2 separate regions of the Sus scrofa genome follow, and region 1 is linked to region 2. Evidence: chromatin contacts called from public HiChIP or PLAC-seq data. All regions are on one chromosome and are shown on one strand. Each heading gives the region's core, a stretch centred on a gene start, on an enhancer-like site or on the middle of the called end of the contact. The rest is flanking DNA. Distances are from core to core; before and after follow the strand shown.

Region 1 (7,094 bases), core at 2,880-5,379, 60 kb after region 2:
TGTCCATTTAATTAAGCGTTTCAAGGGATTATGAGTGCTTCACTCCCAAACAATTCCACTGTCACTTGATTTACTGACTTGGCTCTTTGCAGAAGAGGGTGGCATCTTCTCAGTACCCAGAACAGTGCCTCACACACAGGCACCGCTCCACGGGAGCTTCTGGACAGGTGGATGGACGCGTGAATTCAGTCACTAATTGACTCCCCTAGTCAAGCGCTCTGCAGACCCTAAACCACAAAAAACCGACGCAGGCGTTCCTGCTGCAGCGCGGCTGGCCGACACACAGACATGCGACTAAACGCGAGAGAAACACGGCACCGGGGTCCCTGCGCGCAGGCGCCGAGGGTGTGCCTGCAGGACGGGGGAGGGCGCCTGCTCCTGGGAGACTTTAGACACTCCACGTGCACAAACTGGGATCCGTTTGACGTCTGGGAAGTGGCCAATCGTTTTGTGAACAATCGAAAGGCCTACCGGCTACGTTACCATTCAGTTTAGCTTCTCATTTCGTCCACTTTTTCTGAAGACGTAGCCAACCACGGCGTGTCACTGGTTGTCATTGTTAAACCAGGAGGCAACGCAGCGCCTCCTCTGTGCAGTTGGATCAAAGGACTTAAGGCCCAGGACCGGCGCAGGGAGGAGCCTTAGCCGTCATCTTCTCTGCGCAGCCCCCTCGACACGAAGCAGTGGCGCCGCAGCCTCTCGCGGCGGGGGCTTTGCACCTGGCCACGGGGCCGGACCCTCCGAACTGTCCTCGGCCAAGTGTCCCGAGCGAATGTTCCTCCACGGCTGAATATACAAAATGATAGCGTTTTCGCTGATTTACTTAGAAGTCTCGCTTTTTATCGCGTTGAGGGAACCGTCCTAAAACATGAAACCGGTCCCATCTGAAATATGAAGAGGTGAAGGCTATGCTTTACATTCAAAAGGCTGGGCGTGTTTTTGAGATGTTAATTCACATACTGGAAAATTAACCATTTTAAAGCCTTCGATTCAGTGTGGGTTTTTTTGTTTTCAGTGTTTTCACAAAAGCCTCTGCAAGCTTCACCAGGACCGAGGTCCCGGCCATTTTCATCGCCCCCGAGGGAAGCAGTCCCTCCCTTTGCCCTCCTCCCAGCCCTGGCAACCTCCAACCCACCTCCTGCCTCCAGATTAGCCTGTTCTGGTCATTTCACATGAACAGCATCTTGCACTATCTCTTCTCTTGTGTCTGTCCTGTTTCACTGAGTGTAACGTTCCCGAGGGCACACGCGTCACACTTGGCTGCTTTTGATGGCTGAGCGATGTCCCCCCCTGGCGGGGGGCGCTATGTCTGTTACCATCCGGCAGTTGATGGCATCTGGGTTGCTCCCACTTTCAGGGTCGTCTCATGAAAGCTGCCGTGAACATGTGTGCCCAAGTTTCGCTATGGACACATGCTTCAGTTGTCCCGGGTCTGTCCTGGGAGGGGACTTTCCGGGTCGCCCGGCTCCCCTACATGTGACTTTTTGAGGAAGCATCAATCTGTTTTCCCAGCAGCGGCCCCCTTTCACTGTCTGGCCAGGAAAAGCTTTAAAGTTCCTCTTGTAGAGCGTGGCTTTTTGGAGTGGAGCCTGGGTGCACACGGGTGGCTGCTCTAATGCTGGGTTAACGCAGTAAATAAAAGGCGGGAGGTGGGGACAAGGACAGGGGTCAAGGTCGTCTCCTGGCTCTCTCACCTTGAAGCCTGGGAATCCAGGAATGCCGTGCTGGCCCGGGTCGCCTTGGCTCCCTTTCCGCCCCGGCTCCCCGTTGATGCCTGGAAAGCCCTTGGGTCCTGGCGGCCCGGGGAGACCCCCGACGAATTGGTCATCCTCTGCGCATTTACAGTCGCCGGCGTCACCTGCAGCGGGGGTGGGGGTGGGGGGCTTGTTATGTGCTCGGGAAGCACGAAGCTCTCCGCCGGCCCTGCAGGCAGGTGGGGGCTGGGCGGGGGGCGGGCACACTGCAGGGCACGTCTACTCTCGTCCCCACACCCTCGTCCTTGGACAAGGAGCCTGAGGGAATGGTCTCCGAGATGCTGAGTGAAGGTATGTAAGGAATAGGACCCTTCACAGAGGTGCGGCCAGAGCTGGGGACTCGGTGACAGTAGCTGTGGGAAGCCACCATGGGACCTTGGGGGCCAGGGGAGGAAGGTCCAGGGTCAAGGGGAGCTGGAGGGAGGGCGGCCTGGCAGTGGCTGTGGGGCTGGAAGCCAAGGTCCGGGGGGATAAGGGGAAATGCACCCTCCCTCTGTCTTGGCAGGGCTGGACCCAGGGAGCCTGGCGGCAGGGGCGGGGGCAGGCTGGTGGCTGGTGGTCAGGTTGGGGCCCAGGGCACAGAGGGTGAGGTTCCCAGGGGGCTGAGCTGTCCAGTTACCCAGGACGGCTGGTTCCTGCGGGTGCCCCATCCTCTGAGGACCGGGATGCATCCGCGTGTCTCACAGGCACACAGAGGTCCGGTGGTTAAACGTCAGGATGCCCGGGGTGGGGGAGCCGAACAGGCCCTACTGGGGTCCCCCCGACCCAGGCCAGCTCGCCCCTGGGAAGGTGGGTCCTCCCAGGGGCAGCGGGAGGAGGGAAAAGGCAGGAGAGTTTGCTCTCACGGCCCCACCTTCGAGCCAGCACCTGAGCCTCTCCGGAGTCTCGCCACCTCTGCCCTAATCCCTAATCTCCGTCAGGGCCACACCGGCTGCTGCCCTTTGCAAATACTGGTGACATTTTCTTGGAGCAGAATGAACCATCTGAACTCAGGCTAACAAATCACCGTGGGTCTTTTCTGCCCCCTGTGGGGCCCTGTGCTCCCTGAAAATTGGGTGCTGAGGGTGGCAGACAGGACAGAGACGGTGAGGGATGGGTGCGAAGGAAATGCGGAGCCCCCCCCCGCCCGTTCCAGTGCGATGTCCACAGGGGGAGGGGAAGCGGGGGCTCATTCCCACCTCAGAGCCAGAGACGCGGCGAGGCGGGCTGGAAGGGCTGCACGGCGCCCAGCCCGCGGCTCCCGGCACTCTTACCTTTCCAACCTTTCTGGCCGCGAGCCCCCGGGAAACCGGAAGGCCCAGGGTAGCCCATGCTGCCTTTGGCGCCTTTGAGGCCGAACAGGAAATCTGAAGACAAAACCCATGAGGACACACGTTACACAGCCCTGGGGACCCCGTCTCTCCCTGAACCTGCATAAGAAGGTTTAAGGGTAAGTCTCCCAACAGAAAATGACCCCCACTCCCAGCCCACCCCAACGGAGGCTGCTCTGTGGCCATGGCGTCCAGGGGCGGAAAGACAGGAGAGCACCTCCAACCTCGTTTCTATTAAAGTCTAGAAGAGAAATCTTTGCTTTGCAGAAACACTGAGTCCTAAGGTCAGTTTGGATTTCTTCTTTAACCTTCCTTCCTTCCTTCCTTCCTTCCTTCCTTCCTTCCTCTCTCTCTCCCTCCCTTCCTTCCTTTGTTCCCTCCCTCCTTTCTCCCTCCCTTCCTTCTTTCCTCTGTATCTTTTTTGGCCACCCTGTGGCATCTGGAGTTTTCAGGCCAGGGATCAGATCTGAGCCACAGTTGCGACCTGAGCCACAGTTGTGGCTCTGGATTCTTAACCCACTGTGCCAGGCTGGGGATCGAACCTGCATTCCAGCGCTGCAGAGACACCACCGATCCTGTTGCACCACAGTGGTGCAACAGAGTTTGGATTTTTTAAACTACACGTTTTACGTGTGTGCTAAAGTCATGGGTTCTAAGACCAGCAACTGCTGGTTCCCAGAATGACAAAAACCAGACCCAAGCAAAACAATAAAAGACATGAAGACGAGCCTGCTGCCTGGCCCTGCCCTCTTCCCTGGAGCAGGGGCACCTGGCGCGCCCCCCAGGCCCCAAGCTCCTCCGTTTCACCCCTTGGGGTCACACACGTCGACACATGCACATGTGAGTTCGTGTAACTGTATGGATGACTTGTGATTCGTCCGCCTCCCCCTCCCCCCTCCCTAGGACCAGGGCACTTCGGCAGGGCTGCCCCGTCTGCAGGGCCCTGAGAATTCCAAACAGGGACGTCCAGGCAAGGGTGTGAGAAATGGCCTCTAAGAGCCCACAGGACGCTCTGGGTCCCTCCGGAGCAGAGCGCCACCTCGTGGTGGGAACAGGGCCGCACACGCCCGGGAAGCACGGGCTGGGATGGAGGGCGGGGCTCCAGCTCTGGGGCGTGTGATGGGCGGGGCCCTGGGAGAGGGGGCGGTGCCGGGGGTGGGGACGGGAGCGAGATCTGGAGCTCAGTTTTGGACACGAAAAGCTGGCCATGCCTGTGGGACACACGGGGGTGACGAGGTGTTGGGTTAACCGCGGGACGGCGTGCAGCTCAGAGCCCAGAACTGGGCCAGGGAGGGAACAGCACAGAACACTTAGGGACAGCTGGCGCGTGACTGGTATTGCAATTCTTGCGAATGCGTGAGTACGCTGGGCCGAGACAGAGACAGAAAGTTCGCCCTCTCCTGGAGGGTGGTGGTGGTGGGGACCCAGCAGAGGAGCCTCAGGAAGTCAGCAGGCGACCCAGAGCCCGAGAAGGGTGGGCAGAGGGGCCGCTGGCAGCCTCCCGGGCCAAGGGCAGGCTGCTGGTGGGGCAAATGGCTCCCAGGACGCGGCTGCACGGGTCCCTGGTGACCAGGTCAAGGGCAGGCGCGTCCAGGGGCGGACTGCGGGCTTCATGTTATGTCTCCAGCTCTCCTGATACGTGAGATTAAAATAACTAATCTCCCAGACGGAGAGGTTGTGGGGGTTCCTGGCAGCGTTTGCAAATCTACAGGAAGGGCACTTGGTGGCCATCTCAAGGGGCCACCCCCCACCCCAACGAAGCTTTTTCTTCATCCGCTACATTACCAATTTCCAACAAGTCCTGAAGGACAGCGGGCGCCCCCGCCCTGTTTCCGTCCCGGTTTTCCTCCAAGAGACCAGTGGCCGGAACAACGGGGCGGTAATTTGGACTGATTCTAGGGCACAAAGGAGCTGGCCCAGCAGTCGTCTCAGTTAACTGAGCTGGAACCCGGAGTCAGCGGAATGTTCAGCTCAGAAAGAAAAACGACTTCCCGGTCTGACTTTGCTGGAGCTGCACAAGACTACAAATTCTGCTTTCCATCAGTGGCAGCACAGAAAACCAGGTGACATGCAGTGAACAAGAAAAGGACCAACGATCTCGGTCCAGGGGGAGAGTGAAGAACTCTGTGGAGTCGAGGTCATCGATAGTAAATTATGACTCTACTTGAAAATATTTTATTTTATTTTATTTTATTTTTTTTTTTTGTCTTTTTGCCATTTCTTGGGCCACTCCCGCGGCATATGGAGGTTCCCAGGCTAGGGGTCGAATCGGAGCTGTAGCTGCCAGCCTATGCCACAGCCATAGCAACGCAGGATCTGAGCCGCGTCTGCAACCTACACCACAGCTCACGGCAACGCCAGATCGTTAACCCACTGAGCAAGGCCAGGGATCGAACCCACAACCTCATGGTTCCTAGTCAGATTTGTTAACCACTGCGCCACGACAGGAACTCCGAAAATATTTTAAAAGGCCACCACGGTTGGCTGCTTTTTGTACAAGAGACTGCCTTAAAAAACAACTGGGAAATAATGTGTCTATTTCAAGGAGAACTTAAGTTGGATGCTTAAGAAATTTTAAATTGATAAAAGGTATAAGATGCCCTTCCATTGATTTACTAAATTCTCCCTTCGGTTAACAACATGGAGGCGAAACCAGTGGCTTCGTTTACAGATGACGTATGTCCGTAAACTGCAGAGTTACTAAGCAAGATTTACGAAGCCAGATGGAATGTGTTAGTGTCTCTGTCAACGTAGTTTAGTTACAGGAACAATGGCAAGGTTAGCCTTCAATCACAGTCTTGTAGGGAGGCGTACTTTTATGCTCTTATTTTTAACACATCGTGTTCTGTTGCCAAAAAAGGAAAACTCGGCAGAAACCATTTACTCGAGAAATGTAATGCTCATGGAAACTCAGCCATCATCACAGATGTCACGGTAATAAATCCGCCGCCAGGATAATAAAAAACATGAGTGAGAACGCGGCTCGGTTCCAGGGAAATATCGGCACCCGAAGGTTCTGAAAAGAATGAGGATCTGGTTTCGTAGTTGAAGGAAGTTGGGAACGCAGAACCGCATCAACTTAAAAACTGACGGCAGGAGCCGAGCTAGAGTCAGAGAAGCGACTGCCGATTTTTTCACTGGAAGGAGCAGGTACCCACGGGCTTCTCAGGCCTCCAAGAGCTTTCCGTCTAGAGAGTCAGCAGAGGGAAGCCATCGACCGAAAGCAGCAAGAGCCTGGTCTCCGAGCTCCCCTGCGACTGAACCTCAATGCACATGCTGCCTCATCTGCCAGCGAATGAGGACAGGAAGCTGTCAGAGAGGATGGGGGGTGAGGGCAGGAGCTGAAAGCCATTTTGAAAAGAAGATACTGAATTGCGTCCATGTCGCATGGAAAGAAGTAGCGACCTCCTGTCTTCTCTGACGTCGTGATGTCCAAAGCAAAACTCGACACCGGGAAGCCGAGAGCAGAGCCGCTTTGGGGGGCGTTTTCAGGTTCTTTCCTCTGGGCCCCGGCCAGTGGCTGCCACATGCTGTCACAGGTGTGCAGCCACTCCTGGCCTCCGTCACCACCTGCGCAGCTGCAGCCCTGGCTCCGAGGGGCCCAGGGGGCGGCTGGTTCAGACGGCTCAGCACGTCGGCTCACCCCGGGGGAGGCTGCGTGTGGTCAGGCAGAGGCCTCGGCTGGAGGACGGTGTCTGGAACTTCCCGTGCAGACACCTGCTCCTCTCAGCGTGCGGCCTCCGGACTGCACCTCCCAGATGCTTCCCTGAAGGACTCATCTCCCCGGAGCCAGTGGCCAGATGTCACAGAGACACAGCCGAGGCCGCTCACAAGGCCTTGCCCTCCTCCTCCCTGGCTCCTCCTGTCTGTACCCACAGCACTGGTGACGCCCTAAGCCACCGCCTACTGCCTATTCACGGAACTATTTAGCAGAAAAGCCCAAGTGAAGATCCCTCCAGGGCCCGGCTTCTTGGTCTGGACGCTGGCATCCACGCCCTTCGAGTGTCTGTCCACTTACCGTCTGGTCCAG
Region 2 (6,983 bases), core at 143-2,642:
CTGAAATCCTGATGAGAAGCCACCAGTGTTTTGAGTGGAGGCAACATTCAGCTAATGAACACTTTTGTCTACACACAAAACACATCCTGATTGAGCTGGGGCTGTGTTTCAGTTCAGCACTTGAGAGATGCCCGAGAAAGGAAGCAACTGACCTGCCTTTGTGGGATCATCCCCCTGTTTACTGAGTGAGGGAGCTCCCCAGAAAGGTGGGCAGAGACCCAGGGTTGGTTAAAACACACTCCCTGTCCGCAGGGAAATTTGAACGACCCAGGAGGGAGGTGCGGAGCCCGCTGAGACCGGGATGGTGAATTCAGCCACCATGTTCTGGCTCAAATCTTTCTTGAGCAGCTGTTTTGTGCGAGACGACCCCCACCAGGCAGAGTGGTGAGCAGAAGACAAAAGTCCCTTCCTCATGGAGCTTAGTTTCCAGAGTGGGAGATGCACAGAGATGAAACAGTGCGGTTTTATTCGAGAGCCCTGAGAAATGAAGCAGGATAGGGCCGAGACGGAAAGGCGTGGGAAGGGTGGTGCTTGTGCTGCGGGACGGAGGCAGGAACCGTGGGCAGAGTTCCGCCTCGTGGCGTGGGCGTAGGCCACAGGGAACAGGGAAGGCCTCGAAGCAGAGAAAGCCCCGAATATTCAAGGTCGGCCCTCCTCGGCTGAGACGCCCTCATGCCTCCCCCGCTCAGGGCGCCCCACTCCCCTTCCGCCCGGAACCCCAGGACACCGCTCGGCTTCAGCAAACACCGCCTCCCGGTGTCCAGACTAGGGCATCGCCCTTGTCCCAAATAAATGCCAACTCCCACACGCCGAGAACGTTAAGAAGCATTTCGAGGTTCACTCCATCAGCAAAAGGAGGAAAGATGTCTTTGGCAGTCATTGCAACTGCCCACGTCGACTTTCCCCTCCAAAGTTTTGAGTGGCGACGGCTGTTCACGTCTCAGAAAAGAGCTTCTTGCCCAAGTGAACAAAACAAAACGACGCTAGCAAGCCCCGCTCCTTCCTAGTCCTTGACAGTCGGAGGGTGGTGTCCCACATTCGCTCCCTTCTGGAAAACTCCGCGCGTCCGGCCCAGAGGGAAGCCTGGGGCGGGGGAGGGAGCTGGAGGCCCATCCCCGCCGGGACTCTCGGCTCCAAGGTCAGCAGGCCCGGGCCGCGTCCCTGCGAGGCGTCCAGCCGGGGCCCGCCTCCCGGGACTCCGTCTCCATCTTCGCTCGAGCCCCCGGGAGCCGGGGCTCCCACCTGTCCGAATCTGCCCAAGGTTTCCAGGCAGAAAGCACCTTCCGACCAAAGGGCCAAGTCCACGGGGGCGGGGCGCGGGCGGGCCCGGGCCTCGGGAGGCTGGGTGGGCGGGGTTTGGGGGCGGGGCTTGGAGGCGGGGCGGGGCTTGGAGGCGGGGCGGGGCGGGGCCCGGGCGCCCCCGACCTGGTGCTGACCGCCGCGGTCTGGACACCTTGAGTGGGCGTCGGGCTGGGTCCCCGGCTCCTTCCCAGCGCGGACACGCGCTTCCTCTTCCGCGTTCCCAGGCGTCCAGACCGGAGGGTCGCCACGAGTTCGGGGTCCCCGCGAGTCCTAGTCTCCGCGAGTTCCGAGTTTGAGCCTTCTCGGGGAGCCTGGCTGCTCCTGCCGCGCCCCGGGCACAGGGGGCAGAGGGCACGGGAAAAGGGGGGGGCTCCTGCGGGAAAATGAGAAAGCCAGACGGGAAGATCGTGCTTTTGGGGGACATGAACGTGGGCAAGACGTCGCTGCTGCAGAGGTACATGGAGCGGCGCTTCCCGGACACAGTCAGCACGGTGGGCGGCGCCTTCTACCTGAAGCAGTGGCGTTCCTACAACATCTCCATCTGGGACACTGCAGGTGAGGGGCGAGGGGCTTCCAGCTGAGCGAAGCGGCTGTCAGGGCCAAGGTCGGGAACGGCCCGGGGTCTCCTGGGGGCGGGGTCTCCCAGAGCCAGGCCCTCCTGGGGCGGGGTGCCCGAGGGCCAAGTTCCCCTCAGGGCAGGTGTCCCCTGTCCCACACAGGGGTCCTGCTCTTGCTCTGCAGGTGACTGAGTCTTGGGGATCAGGCCCCTCGTCACAGTGTGGGGCCCCCCTTGGCCCCTTTCTACTCCTACTTCCCTTTGCTCTTTGGAAAACCAGCCGTTTAGCTACTGGGTACATCTTAGTGACAATCCAGGAAAGCACCCCTGGCTCCAAAGAGAACCTGCTGGTGACTTGTGTTCCCCGAGGGGCATCTGGCTCCAGAGCACCCCTGCCCAGACAGCTAGTGGTAACCCGAGGCATTTAAGTCCTTCCACCAACAGGAGCTCAGCTGCTGTCCACAACCACCTTGAGGGGTGAGCAGTGCTGATATAATTACATCTCCTTCCAAAAGAGAAAACAGGAGTTCCTGTTGTGGCTCAGGGGGTCAAGAACCAGACTAGTGTCCATGAGGACGCAGGTTTGATCCCTGCCCTCGCTCAGTGGGTTAAGGATCTGGTGTTGCCGCAAGCTGCTGCGTAGGTCTCGGATGTGGCTCCAATCTGGTGTGGCTGCAGCGTAGGCCGGCCCTGCAGCTCCGATTCAACCCCCAGCGTGGGAACTTCCACATGCCCCAGTGTGGCCCTTAAAAAAAAAAAAAAAAAGGACGAAAGGAAAAGAAAGCGGAAGCTCCCAACATTCCCTGAGGGCTTAGGCAGGAAAATAGGAAGCAGAACTGAGGTCTCTTCCCTCAATGCCAAGTTTATCTGCATTTCCCACTTATCATTGGCTTGATCTAGGCTCATGGACGTTATGGGGTTTTTGAAGTGATTTTCTGTAGAAGCATTTTTTTTTTTTTTTTTTTTTTTTTTGTCTTTTTGTTGTTGTTGTTGCTATTTCTTGGGCCGCTCCCGCGGCATATGGAGGTTCCCAGGCTAGGGGTTGAATCGGAGCTGTAGCCACCGGCCTACGCCAGAGCCACAGCAACGCGGGATCCGAGCCGCGTCTGCAACCTACACCACAGCTCACGGCAACGCCGGATCGTTAACCCACTGAGCAAGGGCAGGGACCGAACCCGCAACCCCATGGTTCCTAGTCGGATTCGTTAACCACTGCGCCACGACGGGAACTCCTGTAGAAGCATTTTTAAGGCAGGTAATTGTGTGGTATATTTGTGCTTTTTCAAAAGCACAGTTTACTGGAGGATCTTGCTTCAAGCTTACAGTTTAACTCTACAAAATTACACTGACATGAGGTGTTACAATAGAATATATTTCCTTCCCCACGAAAGGAATAAGATACCACGAGTAAAGAAACTGTAAATAGTATGGCCTGTTCTCAATGAACTTGACTTTCTGGAAGCCCGAAACTTTAAGGTCTGACTTTTTAAATGTCTGCACTTTAAGAAGTAAGATGTATGCCAGAAGATCCTGTCCAGAGTTTTCAAACTGCCGACTCGGGCGCACAGTCTGCTGAATAAACAAGATGTAACTCATCCTGTGTTTAAAACTGAATTAATGACGGCCACTGTCAGAGGCCCGCCCCGCCCGTTGCTGTCTTTTCTGTCTGCGCTGGTGAACGTCCTGACTAATTAATTTGCAATCACACTGTGAAAACAGCATCTCCCGGGTGCAGATGTACCTCCCCTGCTCCGTTCTCCGCCTCCGGGCTGCAGAGGGAGGTTCCTGCGAGGTCCCTTGCTTAAGCTGACTCTCCCGTGCTAAGGGTTTGGTGATGATGGAACGAGGGCTTTAGAAACCAGATCAAGTTAACACGACCCAGACTTTGCCTGTTTTTACGAGGCTGGTCCTTAGGCTTCTTTGGATGAACGGTTGGACCTCACTGCTGTCCTTGGTTACAAGACAGGAATTCAGGGTTGGCGCTGGGGACCCAAACTCAGAGCCTCGAGGCGGTGCTGCTGGAGGCTGACTGTTACCACATGGTGTGGCGTTTTGGGAACAGGGTGTCCCAGCAAGCGTCTTGGCATCTGAGGTGTGAAGGAGCAGTGTCATTTCGGCCAGCCACTTTGCTCTTCCGTGACAAGGACGTGATGTAGCCCAGATCTTGACCCCTGAGGATTGGGCAGTATGGCAGATGTGATGCCCTGGCTCCTAGGGGCAGCGACTCGTTTCCTGGCTGCCGAGACTGCTGCCTTCTCGCCGGAACCCGTATGTGAGCTCAGCCGGCCCCTGGGGCAGTGGGTGCTCTGGGCCTGTCTCCACACTTGCTACCCTCCTGTGTACACTCGCTCAGGGTGACCTCGGCTCAGAGTCAACAGGGACCTAGTCCACCTTGGTGCCAGGCTCCCTCGGCAGCCTGGGGGGAAAAGGCAGGTGTGAATCTTTTCTTGGAGGTAATTCTTCTTTTCCCCCCGTTTTGGCCGCCCCTCGGCATTTGGAGCTCCTGGGCCAGGGGTCAGAGCCGTGGGTCAGATCCCACCCGCAGTCAACACCCAAGCTCCAGCTGTGGCAACGCTGGATCCTTAGCCCACTGTGCTGGGCCCAGGGATTGAATCCGAGTACCAGTGCTCCCAAGAGGCTGCTGATCCTGTTGCGCCGCAGCAGGAGCTCCTGCTTTTTGGAATTCTTGTTGGAAATTCCAAAGTTTAGCTTTTGGGGATTCCCTCTTTTTCCCTCCTTTTGCCTTGCTCCTTTTTCCTATTCCACAGACATTGTCTTCTGAGTTGCGTTCATTTTAGTTTTTATAACTGGCACAGAGGGATGGGGAGCAGCTTGAGGACAGACTGTTCTTTGCTTTTTTGTCTTTTTTGGGGACAGACTGTTTTAAAGGCTGCTCTTGGTCACGGGGTGGAGAGAGTTTAATAATAAAAATGTTCGTAAGGGGTCAGAGTTCCTGTTTTGCTCTTGGCATGTCCTTTCAAACCCCAAAGTGCTAGCTGCCCGATGCCTGCCAGCAGCAGGGTGTGTGTGTGTGTGAAGTGGAGAGCAGAGTAGCGATTTACTGGTTGTTAGGTAGTTATCTTATTCCGTTGTCACAGGACCCATTCAGGGGGAGGTGACAGTGGGGGACGGGGCTGGAAGCCGGTAGAGGTCGAGTTGGACCCAGACCTGGTCCAGGGCCAGCTAGCCTCCTCCTCCTGCAGGGACTTCCTCTCTGACCCTGGCCTTGTTGGGTGGACAGATGTGGGGCGGTCCCTGGAAATGGTTTGCTGAGTCCCAGAAGCAGAAGGAGGTCACCCAGTGAGGAGACAGCCCAACAGAAGCCACCAGCACCTCCTCTCTGCCTGCCCCTCGGCAGGTCCGAGCTGTGAAAAGATGCCGTCCTTTGATCATCAGATGGAAATCCTGCCCCCACTGGGGTCCCTGCCCCGTGGGCGTCAGTGCCAGAGGGGGGGAGGGGCAAGCCCGGAGACACATCCCATCACTGTTTGGAGGAAAATGCAGCAGGGTGATGAGAAAGAGATGGGTGGGCCCAAAGGGACGTTCCACCAGAGCTGGAGCCCAGGGCAGGCCCCTCGCTGGATCCAGGGGTGCCCCCTCCCCAGGCGATGCCCTGCACTCAGCCCTCCCTCTTTCCACCCCCTTGAGGGTGGTGGGGTGGCTGTGACTCGTTTGCATTCCCCGTGTCCCAGTGTCGGTCAGTCCCCTGAAGACCTTTTTGTTTGTCTTTTCAGGGCCGCGCCCGCAGCACGTGGAGGTTCCCAGGCTAGGGGTCGAATCGGAGCTGTAGCCGCCGGCCTCCACCACAGCCACAGCCACACGGGATCCTTAACCCGCTGAGCGAGGCCAGGGATCGAACCCCAAACCTCATGGTTCCCAGTCGGATTCATTGACCTCTGCGCCCCGACGGGAACCCCCCCCCCCCCGCCAAGACCATTTCTGCCACGATCCCGTCGGCTCCAGCTCGCAGTAAAGGGTAAAGGGCAAAGGGCATGCTTCTCATTTCCACTGAGCCCTCGCTGGCAGTGCCCTGATGCCCGGGGTCCCGCCTGTCGTGCATTCGCGCCGCTCAGGGTCTTTGGGACAAACCGGGTTCCTGCTTCCCCGCGCCGCACGTCCTCCGAGCCCCCGACGTGACGGTCTCCAAGCCGTGAGGTCCACCCGCGGTTGCTGACAGTCTAGGTCCTTCCCCCGCGCTCCTCGGATTCTCCCCGCCTCGTGCATTGCCCAATTCCACAGCCACTTCTACATTCGTTTCAGCAGCATTCACTCCCGGGGTCAAAACCTGTGTTAGTTCCCTACCGCTGTTGTAACAAATCGCCACAAACTTTGTGGCTTAGAAACGCACAGAAGTCCCCAGCGGGTCTCACGGGTTCAAAGTCAGGGTGTCAGGGGGCCTGCGTTCCTTTCCCGAGGAGGCTCGGGGAAGAAGCGCTTCCCTGCCTGCCCGGCTCTGGAGCCTGCCCGGGCTTCGCCCTCCCCCCTGAGGCTGGGCGGGGGCTGGGGGAGCCCTCCCCCCTCCACGTGCCTCGGACCCTGACTGTCTCGCCCCTCTCCCACACCCAAAGGCCCCGCGGTGACGCTGGGCGCAGCCCGGCAATTCGGGGTCATCTCGGTCAAGGTCGGCTGGTTAGCAGCCTTAATTTGTCTGCAGCCTTATTTCCCCCCGACGTTCAAAGGGCGCCAGGGATTAGGACATCCTGGGGAGCAGAGGTGGGGCGTTGTTTGGCCGACCCCAGCCACAGAGCACGTGTGACTGCGTGCCTGTGTGCCCTTCCCCACACTCCCCTCGTCCAGGAAAGCCGCGCTGTGGTAGCTGCTGCTGGGAATCAGCGCGTTAACCCTGGCCACGTGCTGGGTGGTACCTGGAAGCGGGGAGCTTTGCGCCAGTGTTTGCTGATCACGCGTCTCCCGCCCTGGGCGCCCAAGGCCGTGATTGCCACCAGCGGGCACGTCACAGCGGGACGGGGGAGGCTCGGGTGGGTCCTCGGGAAGTCATTCTGCAACAAGCGCAAGCGGGGGAGGCCCACGACAGGGGGAAGCACAGCAGTTGGCAGCCTGGAGAGGATGCCGGAGTCCGGGCTGTGAAATGGTGGCGCCCGGCGGAGGGACTGTCGCTGCTCGT

The links. HiChIP or PLAC-seq counts read pairs in DNA pulled down with a chosen protein or histone mark.
Region 1: a contact with region 2 is called in an H3K27ac HiChIP or PLAC-seq map of alveolar macrophages. The contact joins the enhancer-like site here to the promoter of RAB20 in region 2. A contact is called at or near these places in 2 of 5 promoter capture datasets (fetal liver and liver), 19 of 47 Hi-C or Micro-C datasets (alveolar macrophages, blood, brain and 9 more) and 2 of 2 datasets of contacts at active chromatin or transcription factors (alveolar macrophages and skeletal muscle).

The regions. Positions count from the first base shown.
Region 1 is chr11:77,125,871-77,132,964 of Sscrofa11.1, reverse strand. It overlaps COL4A2 (collagen alpha-2(IV) chain), which reads right to left. Exons shown (of 48, transcript XM_021065909.1): 20 at 7,083-7,094; 21 at 3,008-3,100; 22 at 1,695-1,858. Among named protein-coding and RNA genes, the nearest start is that of RAB20, 59 kb to the left of the region's middle. Within about 2 kb of position 4,129, at least 51 of the 83 cell types and tissues checked have an H3K27ac peak or open chromatin away from gene starts, as enhancers often do. A contact at or near this core is called in alveolar macrophages, fetal liver, liver and 3 more, where this site is marked.
Region 2 is chr11:77,183,302-77,190,284 of Sscrofa11.1, reverse strand. RAB20 (ras-related protein Rab-20) reads left to right here and starts at 1,392. Exons shown (of 2, transcript XM_003482931.4): 1 at 1,392-1,857. The coding sequence starts at 1,686.